Regions from separate parts of the Pan troglodytes genome. Here region 2 is linked to region 1. A link is a contact called in public Hi-C data. All regions are on one chromosome and are shown on one strand. Each heading gives the region's core, a stretch centred on a gene start, on an enhancer-like site or on the middle of the called end of the contact. The rest is flanking DNA. Distances are from core to core; before and after follow the strand shown. Region 1 has its middle 270 kb from the start of LRATD2. Region 2 holds the start of MYC (MYC proto-oncogene, bHLH transcription factor).

Evidence for each region. A called contact is a pair of places that touch in the nucleus more often than the background predicts.
Region 2: a contact with region 1 is called in a Hi-C map of stem cell-derived neural progenitor cells, with 6 times the contacts expected there. The contact joins the promoter of MYC here to the enhancer-like site in region 1. A contact is called at or near these places in 2 of 7 Hi-C or Micro-C datasets (induced pluripotent stem cells and stem cell-derived neural progenitor cells) and 1 of 1 datasets of contacts at active chromatin or transcription factors (stem cell-derived excitatory neurons).

Annotation. Positions count from the first base shown.
Region 1 is chr7:137,122,335-137,128,530 of NHGRI_mPanTro3-v2.0_pri, reverse strand. No RefSeq gene overlaps it. Among named protein-coding and RNA genes, the nearest start is that of LRATD2, 270 kb to the right of the region's middle. Within about 2 kb of position 4,085, at least 12 of the 24 cell types and tissues checked have an H3K27ac peak or open chromatin away from gene starts, as enhancers often do. A contact at or near this core is called in stem cell-derived neural progenitor cells, where this site is marked.
Region 2 is chr7:138,017,503-138,023,026 of NHGRI_mPanTro3-v2.0_pri, reverse strand. MYC (MYC proto-oncogene, bHLH transcription factor) reads right to left here and starts at 4,189. Exons shown (of 3, transcript NM_001142794.1): 1 at 4,160-4,189; 2 at 1,760-2,531; 3 at 1-387. The coding sequence starts at 4,189.

The DNA of each region.
Region 1 (6,196 bases), core at 2,836-5,335:
AAAGACCAGGTGGCTAGTGGATAGGGGCTGGTATAGATGGATGCAACCATTACGTGGGCAGAAAGTGGGTCTGGACTGAAGGACATTTAAGAATCCTTCCAACTTTGAAACTACAGAAATTATATGATCCAGGGAGAAAGCAGAATCTTGTCTGGTTTATTTATCAAGGATTATTTGGAATCTAGAACAGATTCTAGCACATGGTAGGTGCTTAGTAAACATATATTAAATGAAAATGAAAGAATAAAGGAAGGAAGAGGGAGAGAGAAGTCGGAAAGATGGGAAGGAAGGAGAAGGGAGGAATCCCTGATTGGGGGCAGTTTCCAGATTCAAGCCCCATTCATCTGCTCCTCAGCCATTCATTTAGCTTCTGCCACGTGCCAAGCACTATCCTGGTTACAGGGATTCCAGATGCAGTCCCCTAGCTCAGTGTCCACTTTGGAGTCCATATTCAGTCTGACAGTCTAAAACAGGCCTTGTCTATGGGTGTGGTGGGGGTTGGGGAAGTTTGTCTCCATGAGGCTGGGGGCCCAGCGATCATTACAGGAAAGAGACACGTTTGGAAAATGACAGGTGGTGGAACACCTGCGCTGTGTGATGTGCAGAGGTGTCTGTGTGTGTGTGTGTGTGTGTGGTGGGGCGGGGGAGTTGGCACGTGTCAGCCGACTCAAGAAGACCCTTGGAATCATTTCTCCCTCTACTGGGTAAGTAAATGGGAGACACAAACCATTTCTTCCAGGCTACAAGCTCCCCTACACCCCAAAATCCTCCCTTCCAAATTCTCCCTCCAGTCCCAACAGCAGAACTGCATTCTGTGTGGCAGAGCGGGTCCAGTGTCACTTTGCACTTACGAGTAATTTCCATTTTATCAGACCAGCTGGGGCTTGTTTTTGAGTCTGTGAAAAGATAGGAAGTGCTCAAACAGGAAGCTGGGATAAGGTTACACTGACAGATCTGTGATTCTGCCCATGACTTTAGGACAGAGGAATGTTCTGCGGCAAAACTGCATTGCTACAACCAAGTTGAAAACACATACAGATATATATACACACACATGCACCAGTTTGGCTGTTTGGAGCTGCTTCTGACTCAAAGTTTGTGTTATCTTTGTTCCGTCCTGAGAAAAGCTCCTTTAGCCATATGGGCTTTCCCCTACCCTAGGTTGGCCTTCAGGATCCTCTTTTAAGGCCCCAAGCTCAAACCTCAGTTAATGGGATCTTAATGCCCACAGTTTTCCAGAAATCTTGAATCTTCCCTTTCCCGCGTCTCATATACTCAACACTCGACAAGCGCAGCATTGTCTCTGAAATGGTTCTTACATGCATAGTCTACTCCCCCTAAGGATATTCAGGGCCCCGGGTCAGATCCTCGCATCTCTTGTCTGCATTGATGCTTCTGGTGTCTTGAATTGTCTCCTTGACTCAGTCTCTGCCCAAAAACCTTTCTCCATCTTGCTGCCAGTGTAACCTTCCTAGGGCAAAATTTGATGAAGTTATTTCCCTGCTTAGATATTCCTAGTGGTTCCTTATCCTCAGTCATGCTGCTCCAAGCATGGTCTGCGGATGGGCACCAGCCTGTGAACTTTGTCCCTGTCCCTGAAAGATAAGTACAAAAGTAGAGAGAGCATTTGGAAGTATCTATGGACATTTGACATCGCCATGTTATCCACATGTGTGGTAAGTAGACTGGTGTCATTAAACAGAGTCTACCCAGGGTGTTGTGGAACTCACACGGTAAGTCACCTGTGGGGCCAACTCCATACGCTTAATCGGTGCACGGTTGGGGTAAGAACAACCACCACAACTGGTCCTGTACCACAGACAATGTGAGAAGCACAGCTCTACAGGATACATCCAAAGACTTCCCTCCAAATCCTTCCTGACCCAGTCTGTGTCCGTGGTTCTTCCAGTATCTCCTGAAACTCCTCCTATGCTTTCCCCCATCTGTGAAGCTGCTTGGCAGTCCTCCAAACAATATGTACATATGAATTCTTCCCGGAATGTCCTTCCCTGCATTCCTTCTCTCATGTTCTTACACATCTTTCACGTCTCATTGCAGCTCTGCTAGAACAGCCTCTGTGAAGCCATTTCTGTTGCCATCTCTAAGTCTCCAACGCGAATATCGCCTCCTTGTGTCCTTCCACAGTACCTAGTTCATTACTGTGGCAACTTCGAATTTGGGATGAATAAGACAAAATCCCTTCTATCGGATGGTGTCTAGCCTATTTCTCTCATGAATACTTTTCTCATGAATTTTCTGTGCTGTGCCCCCTTAAAGAGACTGTGTAGTAAACAGCTTTGTGTCTACAAGGCCTTCATGCTGTGAGTGTAGGGAGAACTCAAGGAATGATACATTTGGGATTCATTGTGACAATGATGGTTGAGATATAAAAAGAGGTTCTGGAAAATCTTTTGTCCTCTCAGTCTCTCTGGGCTTTCATTTCTTCTTTTACCACAGGTAGGATTTGAGTTGTGGACACCCATAATTCCATTAAAGCTCAAATATTCAACTCTACAGCCAGGGAATTTACATTACCAGAACCCCTTCCCTCCAGAAACCCCTAGAAGATGGCCCTTACCCTCCCTACCTCCATCCCACGCCAGTTCCTCAGACTCTAAACACAAAAGTAGCAACCACAGAGATGCACACGCCTCCATTTCCTGGGACTTTTCTTTGGATCTTTCTTATATTACATCCCTTTAGTGATGGTGCCCTTTCATCTGCATTCACAATGCCCTGGAGTCAGGTAATTTAGATAGAAAGAAATGGAAGAATTTCAAATTTGGACTTTTTATTTTCTAGTGAGCTGTTCAAGTGTTTAAGGCTACAAGAAAACATGGCCTAAGTCCCCAGGCTTGGCAAAGGGCATCCTACTGTCATTCACACCTAAAACAAGAGATCTCAAGTTAAACACGTTAAGTAGAAAATAGGCTGCCATTACGGGTAAGTGGGAAAATTGCCCCCGTTAAACCTACTGAATTGAGGATCGTGTTCTTCCTTTTCTCTCCTTCCTACTCTCTATATCAGATTGCACAGAAATGTGGGTTGAATATTTATTGTCCTTTGGGTTTTGAAATAGTTCTGAGTCTCCTGTCCCCCACTAGATTTCACCTCAGCAGAAAATTATTTTTAGACCTGATCCAATGTCCAGTTCTTCATTTGGAATACACTATTTCTACCTGACCAAATTCTTTCATACCTCACATTGGAAACGTTACTAAATTGATTTAATTCATAGCCAAGTGCTCATTCTCCGTGGCATCACCTTCCCAGAAAAGTGGGCCAAATACTGAGAGCACAATCTCCCTTGTAAGCCCTGCTGGTGTTGCTTCCTCTAGTCCAGAACATGTGTCCCAAACCCCTCTATGCCTGGCTAAGTCAGCCTCATCCTTCATGTCTCACATTAGATCCCACTGCCCTGGGCCCCCTACGTGTTCCCGAAACTGGGGCAGATGACATTTTTTTTTCCTGCTCCCATACTACCCTTGAAAACCAACCTTTGGAAGAGAAGTGATAGTAATGCGAAGGGCAACTTATCTCTACGTTGGTCCTGAGCAGAGCAAATGCCTTAATTTTGCTGTCTTCCTCTCTCAATTCAGTTTCATATAAGAAAGGTTTTCAAATGAGCAAAGATTGAAGAGGCTGACATTTTTATTTCCACAAACAACAATTCTTCCCAGAAATACTCATTTGAGTCAGAAATATCTAACATCATGGTGAAAAATACTACAAGAATAATTGCAAAGGAGTAATTTACCTCTCTGGAATGTCCCAGTTAGGCCTAAGTATTAACGAATGCAGCTGGTGATGTTTTCTAAGACCCTATGACATGCACTTCATGCACTTCACACTATGTCAGCACTCCTTTGTAATAGCTCCCTCCAAAAAAAAAAAAAAAAAAAAAAAAAACCACCTCTCCATGAATTTGGCTGGTGGCTCCTGATTAGCGATTCTTTCGACCGAGACCACAGGAGAGACTGAATCTGCTATTAGCGTGTGGGGCGAGTCTCCCTGGCAGAGGTTTCTGTCCCTGCAGAACGCCACTGTGTCTGTTCTCCTGTTTCAGATTCCTTTCGCTTAATTGACAGGCCAGCTTCCCTCCTCCGTCTTCTCTGGTGCCATATTCACGGGCCTGCAACACATATTAGTGTTTCCAAAGCAGTGTTCCCAGCAGGAGTTCCCACAGGGGGATACACACCCAGGAGGAAGGAGATAAAGCTCGAAAAACTCGGCTTTAATTGCATTTGGATTTGGGAAACCTGTTTTGATTAACAAGTAACGCTGTGACGGCATATCTCTTACAATTTAATGAAAAGAGGTTTTTCTCCCTCCTTAAGAAAGTGAAAGAGGGAGTCAGATAACTCCGTGACACTTCCCTCTCCACTCACCCCCAAGCAATAATTTGATTCATGCAGGCTGAGAAATTTGATGCCAAGACTGACTGGCAAAAAAAAAAAAAAAAACACTTTCAAAGGGCTCTGGCGCCCTCTGCTGGTAATGGGTGCTGAGACCAGCCCTATAGGATAGAATTCGTCCTCACTGAACGTTGAAGTTGACCCATTCCACTTCACTCACTTCAAAGATCAGGACGCTGGGATTGAGAGAGCCTCACTCAGTAACAACATGTTGCTTGTTAATAGAAACTGTACTGTGACCCAAAGGACACCCTCCCATGTGAGGAACTCCCTCTTTTAAATATTGTTTCCTTACTAGCTGTGTTCTTGAACAAGTTATCGACCTTTCTTCAAAAAAAGTACCCTTCTTCAAAAGACATTTACTTGACACATCTATCTTGGGTATTATCATCATCCTGTGGATCACCAGGGTTGCTTGGATAATCGAGTTATCTAGGCTGGTGAGCTCCCCTTCTTTTCCACTGTTCCATGGGTTTGGTTCATGAGAAGATGAGTTGCAGATGGCAGTTTGTTGGTTAAAGTTACATAAATAGCTGCTCCTGCATACATCTGGTCTAAGCTCATATTTACAGCAAATTTTAATCCATATAACTTTAGGACTAACTATAATACAGATGTGGTGTGTATTAGTCCACTTTCACGCTGCTGATAAAGATATATCTAAGACTGGGGTAATTTATAACAAAAAAGAGGTTTAATGGACTCACATTTCCACGTGGGTGGGGAAGCCTCACAATCATGGCGGCAGCAGGAGAGAATGAGAACTACGTGAAAAGGGTTTCCCCTTACAAAATATCAGATCTCGTGAGACTTATTCACTACCACGAGAACAGCATGGGGAAAACTGCCCCCGTGATTCAATTATCTCCCACCGGGTCCCTCCCACAACATCGTAAGAATTGTGGGAGCTACAATTCAAGAGGAGATTCGGGTGGGGACACAGCCAAACCATATCATGGTGTTAATTACCAACCCTTCTTACAAATTTACTAGGACACTACCTTCTTCCATTTGACTGAATGGTCCCTCCTCTTTCTCTTTGCCTAATTCAGCACCATCACATTTCAGGTTTACACCCGATCTGCCACTTTTCTATCTCAGAGCTAATAAGCTAATTACCAGAAGTTTGTGGAATTTCTTTATGTAAATGTGCATATTTACCTTTAATTTGTATTATTTGGCACTATAAAAATCTGGATGAATTCAGACATTCTGAAAGGTCTTTTAGTGTAAACTTGCTCTGATAAATTCCTTCTGCCTGTGGAAGCCATTATAAAAATGTTTGGCCCTGATAAGAAGCATTTTATAGACTTATCTGACTTTAGGCAGGAAAAGCACAATGGCTAGGTTGGATATTGCTTGGAAAACTCTTTCCTATTGTAGGGAATCCTTTTGCTCAATTATACAGTTATCATTAAATGTCAGTTATATGTGGGCTAGAAGACACAGGGAGTAAGAGAGACTGGTTACTGACTCCATAAAGCTTATATCCAGCAGGAAAAAAAAAGGTTATTGATAAAGTATTGCTTACTTCCTCTTTCCCACCACAAACCATTTTACTAATTGCAATGGCTATACTTAGAAGTTGACTCTAAGATGTTTCTCTGGGATTTTACAATAAAATGACTTTTAAAATATGCACATATTTTTGACATTATTTTGCATACACACACAAAAGCAAATTGCAAATTGTACAGAGCTATTCATGTCCCAGATGTTTTGATGTCCAGCTCATAATTTTTAACCACATTGACAGGCTTTAAGCTTTAGAGTTTAAAACA
Region 2 (5,524 bases), core at 2,940-5,439, 890 kb before region 1:
GGATCTGGTCACGCAGGGCAAAAAAGCTCCGTTTTAGCTCGTTCCTCCTCTGGCGCTCCAAGACGTTGTGTGTTCGCCTCTTGTCATTCTCCTCGGTGTCCGAGGACCTGGGGCTGGTGCATTTTCGGTTGTTGCTGATCTGTCTCAGGACTCTGACACTGTCCAACTTGACCCTCTTGGCAGCAGGATAGTCCTTCCGAGTGGAGGGAGGCGCTGCGTAGTTGTGCTGATGTGTGGAGACGTGGCACCTCTTGAGGACCAGTGGGCTGTGAGGAGGTTTGCTGTGGCCTCCAGCAGAAGGTGATCCAGACTCTGACCTTTTGCCAGGAGCCTGCCTCTTTTCCACAGAAACAACATCGATTTCTTCCTCATCTTCTTGTTCCTCCTCTTTAAGAAAGGAAATAGAAATCACTCCGTTAGCAAGGTTACATTAAAATAATCAATTACCAGATTAATGCTGTACAAATACAAGGCATTAATATGTTAGAAAGGTCTCTGGACAAAATTAGCTCCCCAAAGAGCCACATCTAAGCCTGGTGCCCTGGCTCACACCTGTAATCCCAGCACTTTGGGAGGCCGAGGTGGGCGGATCTTGAGGTCAGGAGAGACCATCCTGGCCAACATGGTGAAACCCCATCTCTACTAAAATTACAAAAATTAGCCTGGCATGGTGGTGTGCACCTGTAGTCCCAGCTACCTGGGAGGCTGAGGCAGGGGAATCTCTTGAACCAGGGGGTTGGAGGTTGATTGCGCCACTGCACTCCAGCCTAGTGACAGAGTGAGACTCCATCTTAAAAAAGGAAAAAACAAAAAAAAGAACCAATCTAGCCAGCCACCCTTACTCCTCTCACCATGAAGGTAAGAGTCTCATAAAGGGAAGGACAGCTGGGTTATGGCATGGACAAGAAAAGTGCAACTTCCCAGGATAGGACATTGATGCCAATTCTTACCTAAGACTTAATGAGGCTTTGGACACCCCCAAAGCAAAGCACATTCCCAAGCACCTCCTATTTTTGAGGGACTTTACCAAGAACACTTCAGGTGTTGCAAATGATAGCTGCAAATTGCTTGGTATGACTTTAGCAACTCCCTATTTTACTGGAAATGAAAAAGAAAAAAAAAAATTGCAGTTTTGCCAAAAGTCCAAGAGGGCGGGGGAAGGAAAAAAAGAAAAAAAAAGTCCAACTTTGGCAAGGATTTGCTTTTCAGTGTTCAAAATAGGCTGAGAAGATCCCAGCTCCTCAGCCCACCCACTCTTGAGGCAGTTCACTGGCTCCCGCACTCAGGCAGGCCCTGCCTATCCTCTAAACACAGCCCCTCATTTTTGTAGATAGTTCATTAAATCCCACCACTTCTCGGAAGTTAAGAGGGAAGCAATTCATTCACTCTCTCAGAGACCAATCCTCTCTTATCCTCATTCATACACTCCCTGCCACCCCGCCCCAGGGCAATTAAAATGTTAATGGGAGGTAAGAAGTGGATTGAGTTGTAAGATAAGCCAGAAGGTTTAAAAACCTAAATGAAATTCCTGAGGGGTGGGAGACAAACGGGGAGGGGGGCTGCAAACGAGGGCGGTCTAAGGGGAAGGGATGGGAGGAAACGCTAAAGCCCAAGGTTTCAGAGGTGATGAGCTCCCAAATCTCTCCAGATCTGCTATCTCTCCTTCCTAATAAGAGTGGCCTGTTAAATAAGCTGCCAATGAAAATGGGAAAGATATCCAGCCGCCCACTTTTGACAGGCCTGGGCGGGCTTCGCTTACCAGAGTCGCTGCTGGTGGTGGGCGGTGTCTCCTCATGGAGCACCAGGGGCTCGGGGCTGCCCTGCGGGGAGGACTCCGTCGAGGAGAGCAGAGAATCCGAGGACGGAGAGAAGGCGCTGGAGTCTTGCGAGGGGCAGGACTTGGGCGAGCTGCCGTCGTTGAGAGGGTAGGGGAAGACCACCGAGGGGTCGATGCACTCTGAGGCGGCGGCGCTCAGATCCTGCAGGTACAAGCTGGAGGTGGAGCAGACGCTGTGGCCGCGGGCGGGGTTCGGGCTGCCGCTGTCTTTGCGCGCAGCCTGGTAGGAGGCCAGCTTCTCTGAGACGAGCTTGGCGGCGGCCGAGAAGCCGCTCCACATACAGTCCTGGATGATGATGTTTTTGATGAAGGTCTCGTCGTCCGGGTCGCAGATGAAACTCTGGTTCACCATGTCTCCTCCCAGCAGCTCGGTCACCATCTCCAGCTGGTCGGCCGTGGAGAAGCTCCCGCCACCGCCGTCGTTGTCTCCCCGAAGGGAGAAGGGCGTGACCGCAACGTAGGAGGGCGAGCAGAGCCCGGAGCGGCGGCTAGGGGACAGGGGCGGGGTGGGCAGCAGCTCGAATTTCTTCCAGATATCCTCGCTGGGCGCCGGGGGCTGCAGCTCGCTCTGCTGCTGCTGCTGGTAGAAGTTCTCCTCCTCGTCGCAGTAGAAATACGGCTGCACCGAGTCGTAGTCGAGGTCATAGTTCCTGTTGGTGAAGCTAACGTTGAGGGGCATCGTCGCGGGAGGCTGCTGGAGGGGGACACACAAAGCGGAAGGCAGTCTTGAGTTAAAGGGGTCTTGGTGCGGAAACCTGGCGCAGCGCGCAGTGCGCGCCACAGTCCCGAACCTCTCCCCTTGAAGAGCTATCCCCTAAAGCGGCTGGGTGGTCTTGGTGGGGGAATAAAGGGAGCACCCTTTCACCCCCTTTGGACAGTCCCCTACTATCTCGGAGACGCACTTAGTGAACCAGCGGCTTGGTGCCCGCCGAGCCCCCGCTCCCCCGGGAGCCCGGAGCGCAAAGCCCGGGAGTCGGCCCTGCAGCGGCAGAGGAATCGAAATCGGCCTTGGCGCCCTTAAGAAGCCGCGGGAGGTGGCGGTGAGGAATACAATTTGCCAAAATCCAAGGCACAAAGTTTTGCGCCACCTGAAGGAGAAGGCGAGAGGCGCCTGGGCGCTAGCGGCTGCGTGAACCCCGCTCCCGCGCCGGGGCCCCTCCGCTGCGGCTGTTCCCACTCGCGCCCTAGCCGCTCTCCTACCCCCGCCGGCACGGCAGCCCCTCCCAACCTCCCCTCTCCACCGCCCCCGTCCCCACCCCCAGTACCGCCCCCGCCCAACACTCCTTCTTTTGCCGGCTTTTCTTCTTTCTCTCGCCGGCTGGAGTGGCGAGCTCAGCCGCGGGCTTTAACACCCCTCCATAAATACAAGGGGGGTGTCAAATAATAATAGGGGCACCTCCCTTCGCACTCAATACGGCGATGCAACTGCGCCAGAGACCCCGCTGCGATACCTCCCCCGGAGCCACCCCACCAAGGGTAGCAGCTGTTCTGGAACCGCCCAGAGCCCCGCTCCTCGCAGTTCCTCCGCATCTCGGGCGCGAGGACACCCGAGGGCGGCCGCGGCAGGGGAGTCAGGGCTGGGTGCGGAGATTCGCCCTGGTTTTTCCAAGTCAACGATTCCAGGAGAATCGGACACATCCTCGCCTCCCTTTTCCCCTGCCTGCGCCTACCCAACACCGCATCCTAACACCTCTAGAGACCCAGGTTTTAAATTGTATTATTGCTTTTTAAAAAGCCAAATGCCAACTTCTTAAAAGGATCAGGGCGGGTTGGAATCGCCGCGGGGACAGGCGGGCGGGACGCGCCGCAGTGTCCGTCTCCGGCTGTCAGAAATGCGGTGAGCCGAAATTTAAATGCCCTCCCGGAGACGGGGACAAGTCAGCGGCTGCGGAGCTCTCTGGCTCACACAGGCGATATGCGGTCCCTACTCCAAGGAGCTCAGGATGCAAGGGGCTTTCTGCCCACCGCAAAGCAACCCCCAGCCCCCCAAAACCCAGACAGCAATTAACACAATAAAGCAGGAATGTCCGACCGGCCGGGAGTCAGCGTGAATATATTCATAAGGCAGAAATCTCGAAAGTCTAGTCTTAAAAACCATTCCCGTTTTCCCTCTGCCTTCTCCTCTCCCATCTTGACAAGTCACTTTACCCCGATCCAGTTCTGGATTACCCCCTACCCCAGCCCCAGTTACCATAACTACTCTGAGAAAAGTGTCAATAGCGCAGGAATGGGAGAAAAGACACCCTATTTCGGCATTCGACTCATCTCAGCATTAAAGTGATAAAAAAATAAATTAAAAGGCAAGTGGACTTCGGTGCTTACCTGGTTTTCCACTATCCGAAAAAAATCCAGCGTCTAAGCAGCTGCAAGGAGAGCCTTTCAGAGAAGCGGGTCCTGGCAGCGGCGGGGAAGTGTCCCCAAATGGGCAGAATAGCCTCCCCGCGTCGGGAGAGTCGCGTCCTTGCTCGGGTGTTGTAAGTTCCAGTGCAAAGTGCCCGCCCGCTGCTATGGGCGAAGTTTCGTGGATGCGGCAAGGGTTGCGGACCGCTGGCTGGGGGATCAGCGGGAGGGCTGGGCCAGAGGCGAAGCCCCCTATTCGCTCCGGATCTCCCTTCCCAGGACGCCCGCAGCGCAGCTCTGCTCGCCCGGCTCTTCCACCCTAGCCGGCCGCCCGCTCGCTCCCTCTGCCTCTCGCTGGAATTACTACAGCGAGTTAGATAAAGCCCCGAAAACCGGCTTTTATACTCAGCGCGATCCCTCCCTCCGTTCTTTTTCCCGCCAAGCCTCTGAGAAGCCCTGCCCTTCTCGAGGCAGGAGGGGAGCCAGGGACGGCCGGGGCCCGGCGGTGGCGGCCGCGAGCAGCACAGCTCGGGGGTCCTCAGCCGCCCAGACCCTCGCATTATAAAGGGCCGGTGGGCGGAGATTAGCGAGAGAGGATCTTTTTTCTTTTCCCCCACGCCCTCTGCTTTGGGAACCCGGGAGGGGCGCTTATGGGGAGGGTGGGGAGGGTGGGGAAGGTGGGGAGGAGACTCAGCCGGGCAGCCGAGCACTCTAGCTCTAGGATGTAAACAGAGTAAGAGAGCCGCATGAATTAACTACGCGCGCCTACCATTTTCTTTTGCTCCCTCTCAAACCCTCTCCCTTTCTCTGCTGCTCCTCCGTAGCAGTACTGTTTGACAAACCGCATCCTTGTCCTGTGAGTGTAAATCATCGCAGGCGGAACAGCTGCCCTCCACACCGAGAACGCACTGCACGCCCACCGCCACGCCACGCGCGTACCAGGCTGCAGGGCGCCTCGCTAAGGCTGGGGAAAGGGCCGCGCTTTGATCAAGAGTCCCAGGGAGAGTGGAGGAAAGAAGGGTATTAATGGGCGCGCGTTCAGAGCGTGGGATGTTAGTGTAGATAGGGAGGAATGATAGAGGCATAAGGAGGAAAACGATGCCTAGAATGATTAAAATAACCCAGCAACGCATTGCCACGTATACTTGGAGAGCGCGTTATGAATAAACTCCCATTGCATTTGTTGGGGGGAGTCATGTATTATGCATTATGTATGCACAGCTATCTGGATTGGATACCTTCCACCCAGACTGAGTCCCCCAATTTGCTGCCAAAGCAGCAGATACCGCCCCTCCTGCCCCGCCTGCTCAGGCTTCCGTGGGGCCCCGTGCGGGAGGCGTCTGTTTA